2 separate regions of the Sus scrofa genome follow, and region 1 is linked to region 2. A link is a contact called in public promoter capture Hi-C data. All regions are on one chromosome and are shown on one strand. The core of a region is the stretch at or near the end of the contact, and the rest is flanking DNA. Distances in the headings are between cores, read along the strand shown. Region 1 holds the start of CEP290 (centrosomal protein of 290 kDa). Region 2 holds the start of POC1B (POC1 centriolar protein homolog B).

Region 1 (6,275 bases), core at 699-3,198, 1.3 Mb before region 2:
AGATCCTTTAACCCACTGAGCAAGGCCAAGGATGGAACCTGTGTCCTCATGGATACTAGTCAGGTTAACCACTGAGCCTCAAAGAGAACTCCTTTTCTCTTCTCATTTTCATTATTCTAACCCATAATTTTATGTTTTACTTCCTTCCAAACAGCTTCACTTCCCTTCACCTTGTCCTTTGAACATAACTAGTTTAACTTCTTAAGGTATGTTTTTGTATCTACCAGTGGTAGCTCAAAATTTTTTAATGGTTATTAATTGCTGACAGCATAAGATATACCTATTCCAAACTACACCAACATTTGTTTCCTCTACAAACTACTGTAAACTTTCTGCATTTATCTCAACGGTAAAGATTATGCCTGTTTTCTATTCCCAGGTTTATATGTATGGTAACCTCCAGCTGTAGAATCTCCTTAATGCTTTACCACTGCCTTACACTTACCTAAAACTACTCATCAGTCTTTGACCTTTATAAGGTCTTCTCACACTTAAATCTCTTCCCCTCCTAACAAATACCAAGAGTAGGCTACCTAACAAATTACATTACATAATTAACACAGGATTTCCCTATGCTTTTTTAAACATACACATTCTGCCTTCCCTATACATTCTTTTAATAACTTGAGAGCAGAAATTAGCTGTTTGGCACCTAAAATTCTTAATCAACATTTGAGGATACCCCATTTTTTAGTGGTTATTTAAATAGCACAAAGTACTTTCACAGAGAGTAACATATATAAGAACAGATTCTTACACTGTAATAGTCAAAGCTATTATTAAAACCTACTGCATACAAACCTTCATTAGTGACTGAGTAATTCTGAAAAGGTGTACCATATTTTCTTGACTTTCACTTTTTAGCTCATTTACCTCCACCTAAATAAAGAGAAAAGCAACTACTTCATATTATATAACCCTTAAGCAAAATAAAAGAACTCTTCCAATTGTACATTTCAGCGATTTCAGGGCCAATGTAGATTAATCGTAGTTATATGTATGTACCTATCCATTATTTACCAATGAAGTACCTTGGATAAGGAAATCAATAAATTATCTGCCAATTCTTCTTGACGAGGCAGCTCATCTGGATCAACTTTCATTATTTCTTTCCAGTTTATATTGGGTGACATCTTGAATTTTGTCACTGTGCCTTACCTTCTGTAATAAAACAAGTATTAGCATTTTCAAGGTAAACAGCATTAATCCTTTTACAATAATTTATAGTTTTTACAGATTACATTATTATAACTCTTTATGGTGTTAGCAAAAAGCTATGGCTCCTTAATTGTTTAACGGATGTCTAAGTAAAGTAGCCTGGATCAAAATTACAGCAGTTGCGACAAATCTTCAGGTATTTTATAGGCTAAATACACCACGACGGCTTCCACGCTTAAATTAATCTAAGTCAGAACTAAGATTTCGAGTCCCCCTCCTCTAAGCCCTCCCTTACCAGCAAGGCGCGGGAACATCTAATGTCGCCAAGAGAGAGGGTGCTTGGAAGTCAGAAATTTACTCCCGATCCGGACAAACAGGACCTAGGAGTGTGTGTGTGTGTGTCTGCTTGTTTTAAAGAGAAAGAGAGGAAATAAATGATTGAAATGAGCGCAGCTGGGTCGAGAAAACCAGGGCTGAAGCGAGAGAAAAGCAGCCAGATTGCGGACCTAAGGCGAAGGAAGGGGCGGGGAAGCACTAGGGCCTTGAGCCTTAAAGATCCTGCGTGGGAAGAGAATCTGCTCGCGCTCACTAGGATCTAGCCACCTACACCTGGCCTGGCGACCAGCTCCCACACCCACCCAAACGAGCCCCGCCGCCACGCCCAACCGCTCTGGCCCCGGGCGGTTCCAATCCCATCGGACGCTGGATCCCGCCAACTCGTGCAGAGCCAGCAACAGCGGCGGCGGCTGCTAGGCGACACCATTCCCCACCCCACCGAGGCCGGAACAAGAGCCCGGATGCCAGCGGCGCCTACATTTCACGACGGTGGGCGATGCTTTACGTTTAGATTCTCCCGCGGGGTCCCGGGACTCTGCGTTAAGAGCGGGGAGAAGGCGTGGGATGCGGACTCCAAGTCCCAGAGTGCAGTTCGGCTGGGCGGCTGGGGCGTCCAGGACCCTGAAGCCTCTGAGAAGTGGAGGTAGGCCGTTCCCGGCGTGCAGCGCGGGAGGCTGCGCCCGCACCCGGGCGGCGGGGGAACCATCCGGAGGCCGGAGGCGGAGCGGCTGAGGCGTGTCTGCGCCGGGGACCTGAACAAGGTAGACCATGACCGTGCCTTCGGTGGCGTCGCTCGCTGGGACGCTCCTCCTGAGGTTTCTCTAAGCCATCCCCTGGTGGGACCGCTCCCAGGTGAGGTCGGGCTGTTGGTCGGCGGCGGGGGAGGCGCCGTCGGGGCGGAGAGAAGCTCCTGCCTTCGGGGGACCGGAGGGCCCGGCCCGGGTCCGAAGAGGTGGGGCGACCCCGCCCTCTCCTTGGGCGTTCGCCGGCGACTCCCCAGGTGGTGCCCTCTATCAGAAGAAAAAGTTTGCCTTCGTGGGCATCAGGATCTGTCTCCGCACAGGGGAGGGAGGGCCGCGATCACGGTTGGAGGGAGAGGGGAGAATGGAGAAGACGGCACCGCATCCTTTGGCCCCGGACCCCTTCCCTGTGGCACCTCACCTTCGCGGATTTCAGGACTTGAGGGTTGAGGAGCTTGTACGGAGAGCGAAGGCTCTAAAGGGGGAGCTTTAGAACTCAGGGTGGAGAGAGGAGGGGCCTCAGGTGCCCCCAGGATGCTGCGGTCACTTGGCTTGGTGACCGAGGATGTCCTTCCGTGTGAACGCCTTCTCAGGTGTTGCCAGCTCTCAGGTGTGTTTAAGTTTTGCTCTTGGGGCCGCTCCCAGCCATTCTGGAGTATAATGCACCATTTCTTAAGAAGCTGTAAACTTGAAATCCAAATGACATTTTCTGCTCTTGAACCAGTGCCTCTCCGTCTTTATCTTTTTTTTTAAGAACTTTATTTTTTCCCCTGTAATTGATACTGAAGTTTACGTTCCAAAGTAATGGATTTCTTTCCAAACGGTTTAGTAGCTATAACTCAAAATGAAAATACATGTAGTGATTTTGTGAGATATGTTTAAACACATTCATCACATTTGTAGGGATGATAAATTTATCTCGTCCTTTACTGAAAGGTGAGACACTTGAACACTGTACTTTAACCTATTAGCCGTGCTGTACGTTGTATCCCCAGAAATTATCTTATAAAGGAAAGTTTGTATCTTTTAACCAGTCTGGTCTTTGTTTCTATCAATTCAGTTTTTTTAGATTCCATAGAAATGAGATCACACAATATTTGTCTTTATCTGAGTTTACTTACCGTTATGCCCTCATGGTCCTTCTTTGCTGCCACGGTGTCACCGGGGGTAAGAGTTCCTTTTTTATGGCTGAATAAAAATACTCCATTGTGTGCATATACTACATTTTCTTTATTCCTTTAGCCATCTATTGAAACTTAGGTTGTTTCCATGAGTCGGCTGCTATAAAGATTGCTAAATGAATAAGTATCTCTTCAAAATAGTGATTTTGTTTTCTTCCTATCTATTCTCTGACGTGGAATTGCCGGGTAGTATCTTAGTTATTTTTGATTTTTTGAGGAACCTGTTTTCTGCGATGGCTGCATCAGTTTACCTTCCCACCAACAGTGCTCACGTGTTCCCTTTTCTCCCCATCCTGACGCTCGTTACCGCTAGTCTTTTTGATGCTAACCATTCTTAACAGGTGTGAAGTAATTGGAAATCTCATTGTAGTTTTGATTTGCGTTTCCTTGATGAATAGGGATGGTAAGCACCTCTTCATGTACCTTTTGGCCTTTCTCTGTCTTCTTTGGGATCAGCTCCTGTGCCCATTTTTTAACCAGATTTTGTTCATTTGCTGTGGAGTTGTGTGAGTTGTTTATATGTGGACTGTTGACCTGTTTTCAGATAGGTTTTTGCAGATATTTCCTCCCATTCCGTAGGTTGCCTTTTCATTTTGTTAATAATTTCCCTTGTTGTGTGGAAGCTTTTCATTTGACATAGGTCCACTTACTTATTTTTGCTTTTGTTGCCTTTGCCTTTGGTTTCAAGTCCAAAAAAAGCATTGCCAAGACCAATGTCAGGAAACTTACCCCCTAGCTTTGCTACTCAGAGTTTATGGTTTTAGGTTTTGTATTCAATTCTGTAATCCATTTTGAGTAGATTTTTGGGAGCATTGTAAGATAGGGGCTCAGTTTCATTCTTTTGCGTGTGGTTCTCCAGCTTTCCCAATAGCATTTATTAAAGAGACTATTCCTTCCCTACTGTATATTCTTGGTTCCTTTATTTCTGGCCTTCTGTTTTGTTCTCTTAGTCTGTGTGTTTGTTTTTATGCCAGTTGCGAACAATTTTGATTAGTATAGCTTTTTCATTATTTCATTTGATCATCATAATAATCCAATAAAATAGCTGCTTATATTGTCCTCATTTTCCAACTAAGTTAAGAAGCTGAGGCTTGGAGAGGCTAGTTACTCTGCTCAAACTTAAATAGTATGACTGAACACAAATCTTTTTGGCTAAAGGACATACTCATAATTGCTGTACTGCCTTTTCAGGCACAGTGGTAACCAGTACTTGTTAAGTGCGTGTTCTTTGGTCTTGCTGTCTATATTAAATATCATCATATTCTAATTATGTAACTTTGTTTACTCAAAAATTTGAATTATATATTCTCCATGTCAGTATTTTTAATGCATGACTTAGCAGGGGAAGGTAGAGATGAAAGCAAATATTTCTGGAGCAATTATTATGTCACTTACTATGCTTAAAACTGTAGTAGTAATCTGTTATTTTTACTTCAGCAGTTTATTTTTCTTCTTGTTTTTTCATTCATTACAACTGTTATTTTCTATTTATTTATTTACTAGTTTCTTTTTGGCTGCATTAATGTTTTCTGCCCTTACTTCCTTTACTTTCTCATGCATATTTGTATTCTCAGGAACTCCATGTTCCTGGCTTTATGATAAGTTTTTTCATTTTTCAGAAATGAAAACAGGTTCGGAGAACCTAAGTAATTTCCTAATAGTTAAGCAAAGGTTGTAACCCAGATCTTAATTATATAGTCCTGACTAAATACAAATTCTTGCTTAAGTTTTATTATTTTACTCATTCTAACAGTATTTTTGAGCTTATGCACTGTGTTTGACCTTGACACTGGGGATTTAGTAGGAAACAAGTTAGCTAAGCTCTAGGTTCTAATGCACTATAGTGTGTTAGTGCTTAACTGTAAACCAAGAAATTTAACTCAAGTTCTAGTTCAGTCACTCACTACATGTAACTTTCAGGAAAATCACTGAAACGCCACCATACCATTATTTTTCCGAGGTTTTCTGAATCAGTCAATTTTCACCAAAAGAAAGTATCCGATAATTCTATAAATGGCATTACTAAGCAGGAACACTTGTCTGGATCTGCCTTCTTTCATCTCTGTGGTTTTATGAGCAGTTTTATCTAACCAAAATCATTTCACAAGAAAGACTTGCCTTTTATAATTGCTACCTCTGTTCTCTGACCCAATCAACCTATATTCTAGATGTTATTTCTATTCCTTTTATGCTGCCTTATCAAGAAAATGAATGGCAGCTTTTCAAGCTTCTAACATAAAACATGGCTGTGAGAAGTGTGGTCTCCACTGTGAACAGTAAATATTTTGTTTTGTCTCGTTCTCATGGAGAGGAATCACTGTGCAGCAAGCAAATACTTGTCTTCTTTCAACATGAGGAGACTGGAAAGATAAGTAGGAGTCAGTGTGAATACAGACTTTGCAAACCATGCAGTCCAAAGTTTTACTTATTGAGGAAGATATAATCATGAAATTATTGAGCCGAGAAGACCTTCCTTTCCAGGCTAATTCACAGATTTCATGTAAAATTTTCCTATAGGTTTTTTTCCGTATTGTACTGTTGAAATATTAGGAAAAGTGAGCACCCAGTGTAGTTTTGTTGAAGGAATTATATTGTTTTGTGTGTCTGAAAGGTGCTCATGAGTGATCTTCAGTTGCATTTGGATTCTTTACACATGTGTAGTGGACATCCCATTTTGGTAAGCAGACATATCAATCATTGCATCCATGCAGACTATGTGCATCTGTGTAAATATGCTTGTATGCCTAGAAAAAGAACTGGAAGTTCCTTGTCTTAGTTTGTGCTGCTGTAACAGAATAGCCTAGATTCGGTGGTTTATAAACAATAGGAATTTATTTATCACAGTTCTGAAGACTGGGAG
Region 2 (6,666 bases), core at 1,642-4,141:
TGGAACATGTAAATTCGAAAACACGTTTTTCAAATACCAGTCAAAGCTCTTGCATCCCAGCCGCTCCCGGAGTAATTTTCTTTCGGAAATATCTCCGTAGGCTTCCTTCCGGGCTGGAGGGTTTCGATTGTAGAAATGCTCTTTGTACTCGTCCATCCACACTTCCGCTGCCCGAGCAGTATTCTGCAGGAAGTTGGGCCGAGCATACGGTGCCCGCTTGGGGAATACGTGGCCCACGTGGGAACACGGGTGGATCTCCAGTTTACCTCCACACTGCCACACCCTGAAAGACAGCTCGAGGTTCTCACCTCCCCACACTTCCATCCCAGTGTCATACGTTCCCAGGTACTGAAAGTATTTCTTGCTGACGGCAAACAGTCCTCCAGCCATGGTGGGCGATCGGATAGGGTCAATTCTCGATTTCCGCCGGTCCCTTTCGTGTTTGGGGACAGAATGCCACTGGAATGTTAAACGCCAGTCAAAGCCACCAATCATAGGCTCCCCAGTCTGCATATAGAACTCAAAAGTATTCCAGTCAATGGTGTCTATAACAGGACAAACGATGGCTGTTTCATCTTCAGCAATCCTTTCCAAAAGCGGCTCCAACCAACCCGTATTACACTCACAGTGACAATCCAGGAAAGTAAGGACATCCCCAGTGGCAAAAGTGGCCCCAATCAGACGAGCCCTAACCAGCCCCTCCCGCTTATTTGTTCTAATCAAGCGGACTCTATCGAGATTGCTGATGTAAGTTTCAAGTTGTGTCTTCAAATAAACCCTGTCACTCAAGTCATCGACTAAGATGATCTCCTTCAAAAGGACGGCGGGAGACGTTTCTAACACACTGTGGATGGTGCGGAGCAAAGTCGACCAGGCTTCATTATAGAAAGCGATGACAACAGACGTGGTGGGAAGTCTCCTGTAGTCAAACTTCTTGGATTTGCATTCGTACATTCTTTTATCCTCTATGTGGCGATGCAAGGAAATCCGATCACTGAGGTAAATATTAATGGCATATCTCTCAATGAGTTCTTCCTGCTGCTTCAGCTCACCCTCGTTGAGCTGCAGTTTGCTGCCTTTCCCCCACTCCCCAAGTGCATGAGAATCTGCAGGCGGCTTCTCATACAGCGGGCGAGACAAATCCACTGCTTTTTTCCCAGAGTCTGAGAGCTGTCTTGACCCCCTCTCCCTGGCGAGACCGGCTCCCGCCGAGGCTTGCAAAGTGGAGACGGAGAGTTCCACCAGGAGATAGGCCACCGTTAAGAGCGCCAGCAGCAGGCAGCTTTTGCCTGCCCACGTCCATCTCACGGCCATCCGGATCCTCATGGCTGGGGCACGGACGCAGCCACCAGAGTCACCACGCAGGAGAAAGGCTTCGGACCCGAAGAAGCTTGAGTTCCCGTCTCAGGTGGCAGCGAACTTCCGAGCAGGTCCCTCCGTGCACGTAGACGCTCGACTCCCTTCCAGCCACGGGGGCTTCCCGGGAGTCACCTGGGACCTCCCGGTGGTCGGCCTCCGATGCAGCCCCAGCTCCTCTCTCCCCACTTCCTCCTGCTAGTCTCACAACTTTTCACAAACTCTCCAGCCAACACCCCACCCTCCCAGGGCCGAGGATAAACCCCTCCCCTTCCCACTTACTCCTCCTGGTGGTTGGTTCGCGAAAGTCGTCGGCCAGGCCCAGGCCTAGAGGCGACGCCGCGGGGAGGGCTGGGGGCCGGGGCCGAGAGGACCGAGGTGGCCCCGGTTCCGGCCCATTCTGGCTCCCACTGCGTCTGGGGCCGCTCTCAACACCACCTCCACCATGGGTCCTCAAAGGTCCTCCTGGGGGCCAAGCGTGGACAGGAGGCAAGGGTACCAACCGCTTGAGCGTCTCATCACAAAAAAGAGAAAAACAGAGTAAAACTTACCAAGTTGTTTGCCGTTGGGACTAAAGTCCACGGAAGTGATCGCGGCTTTATGGCCTTTAAAATAACGCTCCAGAACGGGGTCCTCCTGGGAAGGGAAGTTGGCAGATTTTGAAAGCAGGTGCAGACCTTGCCTTGGGGAGGGTCGGGGATCAACGCTGTCCCCTCCCCCGCGGGCCGGCCCGGGCCCGGCCACATCTGCGGCGGGGGTGCGGAGCAGGAGCGCCCCGCGCGGCCCCACGAGGCTACCCCAACGCGGGTGGGCCGAGCTCCAGCTTCCGCGCAGAACCGGCGAAATCCTCCGCTCGCGCTCCCAGGACCGAGCGCGCGCTGGAGACCACCCGGGCAGCGCCGCGGGAATGCACGTTCCGGGGCCCCTCCCGCCGGCACGCAGCCGCAGGTGCGAGGCGGGGCCCGGGCTTCGGTGCTTTAGAAAAACCTCCCAGGTGATTCTGACGCAGGCGCTCCACGGAAACCCTCAGAGAATTCTGGGGGCCGTGGGGCTGCCCGGGCCGTCTGAGCGCCGGGACTCGGGGGGGAGCGCCCGGGAGTCCGGCCAGGGCTCTGCGCGCCGGGTGCGCCAGCGGCGGAGGTTGAGTCGCGGGCGCCCTGGAGCCGGGGGCAAGAGGCTAGCGGCTCGGGAGCCGGCGGAGGACACCTGCCTCCATCTCCCGCCAGGTGCGGGCGCGGTCCTGACCCGGCCCCCCAGCCCGCAGGACCGGCTCCGGGGAGGTGCACCCCAGCCCGTCCTTACCGGGGCGGAGGCCATGGGGGGAGTGGTCGGTTCCCGGCTCCGGCCCGCGGGGGGAACCGGGGGAAGGGAGGGGATGGGGTGGGAAGGGGGACCGTGCGGCGCCCGGAACCGTCTGCCTCGAGCGGCAGCGCCTCCCGGTCACTACAACAACGGCGGCCCAGTCAAACCCCGCGCTCCAGGCTTGGCCAGTCGAGCTCCGAGGCTCCGCCGGCGCGGTAGAGTTGGGCCTCCGCCAGCGGGCAGGCGGGACGCCCCGCCCCTTTCCCCCCGCCCCGGGGGAGGGGGGTGTCAGGTGCCCCCACACTACAAAGCCAACGTTCACTAACACCTGCGCTCCCCGCGGCTGGACGCTGGAAGGAGAGTAGTAACTGGGATGGAAAGGAAACCCAAGGGTGGGAAAGAGGAATGAGCCTGTGATCGATGCAATCAGCGTTCTATTACAAGTTAAAGAGACAGCGCGCGCGAATTTCAGCTTGTTAGGACGCGGGAGGGAGTTTGATCCTAAATGGGCCAGCTTGCTATTTATTAGTATAGGCAAAGGAACTAAAACTTTGAAGGATAGATTTGAATTTACTTCATCATTACTTTTCACACAATGTCTGGCATAATATAAATGTAAATGCTGCGATAAACGTGAATGAATGAATGAATGTTCTTACACCTAATATTTTTCTGCTGTGTGTTTCTATCCCAATCTGCTCCTTTGCGCGTGTGCTTTAGAGCAGTAAATTGAAACAGGAGCATATTTAAAGCCTTTAGGAAGACTGAGAATCATTTTTTGTTTTGTTTAAATTATTGTAACTATAGTAACTATAACCATTTCACATAGTAACCACAGCTATCTCTACAGTAGGCTTTCTTACACATAGTATCATTTGAGCGTCAGCGACACCACGAATTGAGAGTTACAAAATGTAACCGACGTTTACAACTTATAAACTAGATGATTAAATATTTTCTTAAATGTTTTTACATAGAATTGTCAAAGATCACACAAAGGCAGCACTTCTAGTTCCAAATCCATATCCTTTTCTACCCTGCCTGAAAGCGTGACGGACTCAGCTGAAAACTACATTAAAAGATTCTTGGCAGCTTGAGACCATGTAATAGACCGCAGCTGGTAAGATAGCGCTCTATGCAAATGAAAGATGTAATACACACTAGAATTACAGGATCTCTATTTTTCCAGTGACAGGATTATTTTCAGTGAATACCGTATACACCAATTAAGCAAACAGGAAATAGCTTTAGACTACAGTATTAGTTTAAGTATACGTAAGTTGAATATCTCCTGTATATTTGGCCCTGAGAAATACATGAATATGGGGTGGGATCAAGAGCCCTGCAGATGCAATAAGCCCCTTAGGTGATTGTCATGAGAATCTCAGCTGTGTACAATGAGAAACATCGCTCTAGTCTAGGCGACGTGTCCTCTGTCAGTTAAAATATTTAAACCTTTTCTCCAATTATCAAAAAAAAAAAAAATGTTTTCAGCTGAAGAGAAGAAAAAAGAATTACATAGTGCCCTGTCACCTGAAAATTGACTTTTAAAAAACTTATCACCTGCTATGATATGCTCACCACACAGGTACCCTTCTAAGTAGTTTTTTTTTTTTTTTCTTTTTTATGGCCACACCTGCAGCCTATGCAAGTTCCAGGGCCAGGAATTGAATCTGAGCCTCAGTTGTGGCAATGCCAGATCTTTCAACGCACTGCACTGGACCAGGGGTGGAATCCACACCTCCACAGCGACCTGAGCTGCTGCAGTTGGATTTTTTTTTTTTTTTTTTTTTTTGCCACACCAGGCTAGGGGTCAAATCAGAGCTATAGCCCCTGGCCTATACCACAGCCACCACAATGCCAGATCTGAGTCTACGATCAATCTACACCACAGCTCACAGCTGAGCAAGGCCAGGGATCAAACCTGCGTCCTAATGGATGCTAATCAGATTCATTTCCACTGAGCCATGACGGGAACTCCCATGTTGTTGGATTCTTAACCCCCTACCCACTGCACCACTGGGAGGTGGATTCAGGGAGTGGGGAGCCATGATGGGAACTCCTCTCCTAAGAATTTTAGTAGAGAAATAATATTATCTTTTCTTCTTCCAGTTTTATTGAGATATAATTGAATTATAGCACTGCGTAAGTTTAAGGCATACAAGATAATAATGCGACTTTTATACATCATGAAATGATTATCACAGAAAGTTTAGTGAACTTCCATCCATCATCTCATACAGAAACAAAATGAAAAATATTTTTCCTTGTGATGAAAACTCTTATGATTTTCTCTTAAGAACTTTCAGATATGACATACAGAAGTGTTAATTATACTAGTTATGTTGTGCATTATATAGAGAGGATCTTTTTCCCATTTCCATTTTACAGATGAGGAAATTGACCTGAGGAGACACTCGGGTGCTTAGTCACAAGCACATAGTTAGGAAGTAGCAGGGCTTTAGGTTCTACTGGGTATTTCCAGACTCTGCCTCTTAACCACTAAGTCCTGCTTCCCTTATGCGGTTGCAAGTGTATTATAAAACGTAAAATTCTGTATCCTACCTAATGCTTTGCTAGTAAGTTTTACAAAAAGAAAAAAAAAAAAGTAACATCTCCTTTATTTCCATTCCACTGTCCTCATTTATTATTCCAAACTGCCCCTCCCATGATTATTTTCTTTATTTGATTTTATTTCTTTTTGCTATTTGTAACATTTGCAAACAGCAAAAGCTCAGAGGTGGGCATTTGGAAATGTGTCCCAAATTAGTGTTATTTTTTCTAACCCCAAGCCAGTTAGAGTTCACGTCATTTTACTCGCTGTAGTAATTATTTTGGACCCCCTCAAATTGCAAGTTTATTCATCTGAATGGGAGCCACAATATTTCATAATATTTAAAAGTCTACAAGGTATCATTGGAGGCCAGGTACAAAGGTAGGGCAAAACTGATTCTTTAATTAGCCCTCCCTCTCCAGATGCCTCTCAAATGAGAGTGAGATGGACTGAGAGTTTGGGCTTAGTAGATGCAAACCACAGCATTTGGAGTGAATAAGCAACAAGGTCCTGCTGTCTAGGATGGGGAACTATATGCAGTCACTTGTGATGGAACGTGATGGAAGATAACACAAGAAAAAGAATATATACATATGTGTGTATATATATATATATGTCACTTTGCTGTACAGCAGAAATGGACAGAACATTGTAAATCAATGATAATTAAAAAAAAAAGAAATCAAATTTACATTTGAGCACTTGGGAAGCGTTGTTCTTATTTTAGCAGGAGTCATCCTGAGGTAAGTTCCTTTCAATGGTTGAGAATCCAGGCACAGCACAAAAGTGCCATCTACTGCTCATTTCTCTCTGTGGCATTGGACTGAAAATACAGGTGACCCTTGAACAAGGTTTTGAACTACTCGGGTCCACACATATGTAGAGCTTTTTTCAATAAATACATTGGAAATATTTTTGGAGATTTGCAACAATTTGAAAAAAGTTTCAGATAAACTTTGATAGTCTAGAAATATCAAAGGTAAGCGATATTTAACATAAAATTAATAACATGTTCTTCTCCCTACTGTTTTATAATTTGCTTTCAAATAATTATATTAGCCATACAGCATGCCTCCTTTGTAATTAGAGAAACTGCACATCAACCTATCATCACAGATAAGTTTTTCACGTAACAATGTTTCCAATACTGTACTACGAATATAACTGTAAAACTATATGCCATAAACATTGTATATTTATTCATTCATCAGTGTATAGGCTAGGCTACTGTGAAGCATTTGTACTGATTACACTAGGCTATCATAAAGCAATCATACTGCTGCTTCTTCACCATCAATGCATGAATAGTTATACCTGTAAATAAATATGGATTTCTTTTCCATGCTTTCATTCATTTTTTTCCTTTTCATTTTTGCTCCTAGTGTTAATAATATGTATAACATCTACAGTGCCTTGCATTATATAAGACAATATTGATGCAGACACAGATGATT

What was found. Promoter capture Hi-C pulls out the DNA fragments that hold promoters and counts their contacts.
Region 1: a promoter capture Hi-C map of fetal skeletal muscle shows a contact between it and region 2, with 5 times the contacts expected there. The contact joins the promoter of CEP290 here to the promoter of POC1B in region 2. A contact is called at or near these places in 3 of 5 promoter capture datasets (fetal liver, fetal skeletal muscle and liver), 2 of 47 Hi-C or Micro-C datasets (heart right ventricle and liver) and 2 of 2 datasets of contacts at active chromatin or transcription factors (alveolar macrophages and skeletal muscle).

Annotation. Positions count from the first base shown.
Region 1 is chr5:94,380,070-94,386,344 of Sscrofa11.1, reverse strand. It overlaps CEP290 (centrosomal protein of 290 kDa), which reads right to left and starts at 1,948. Exons shown (of 55, transcript XM_021092777.1): 1 at 1,797-1,948; 2 at 1,032-1,161; 3 at 802-879. The coding sequence starts at 1,133. TMTC3 (transmembrane and TPR repeat-containing protein 3) reads left to right here and starts at 2,079. Exons shown (of 14, transcript XM_021092778.1): 1 at 2,079-2,346.
Region 2 is chr5:93,128,243-93,134,908 of Sscrofa11.1, reverse strand. POC1B (POC1 centriolar protein homolog B) reads right to left here and starts at 2,891. Exons shown (of 12, transcript XM_021092774.1): 1 at 2,659-2,891; 2 at 1,908-1,992. The coding sequence starts at 2,673. GALNT4 (polypeptide N-acetylgalactosaminyltransferase 4) reads right to left here and starts at 1,901. Exons shown (of 1, transcript XM_003360733.5): 1 at 1-1,901. The coding sequence starts at 1,326.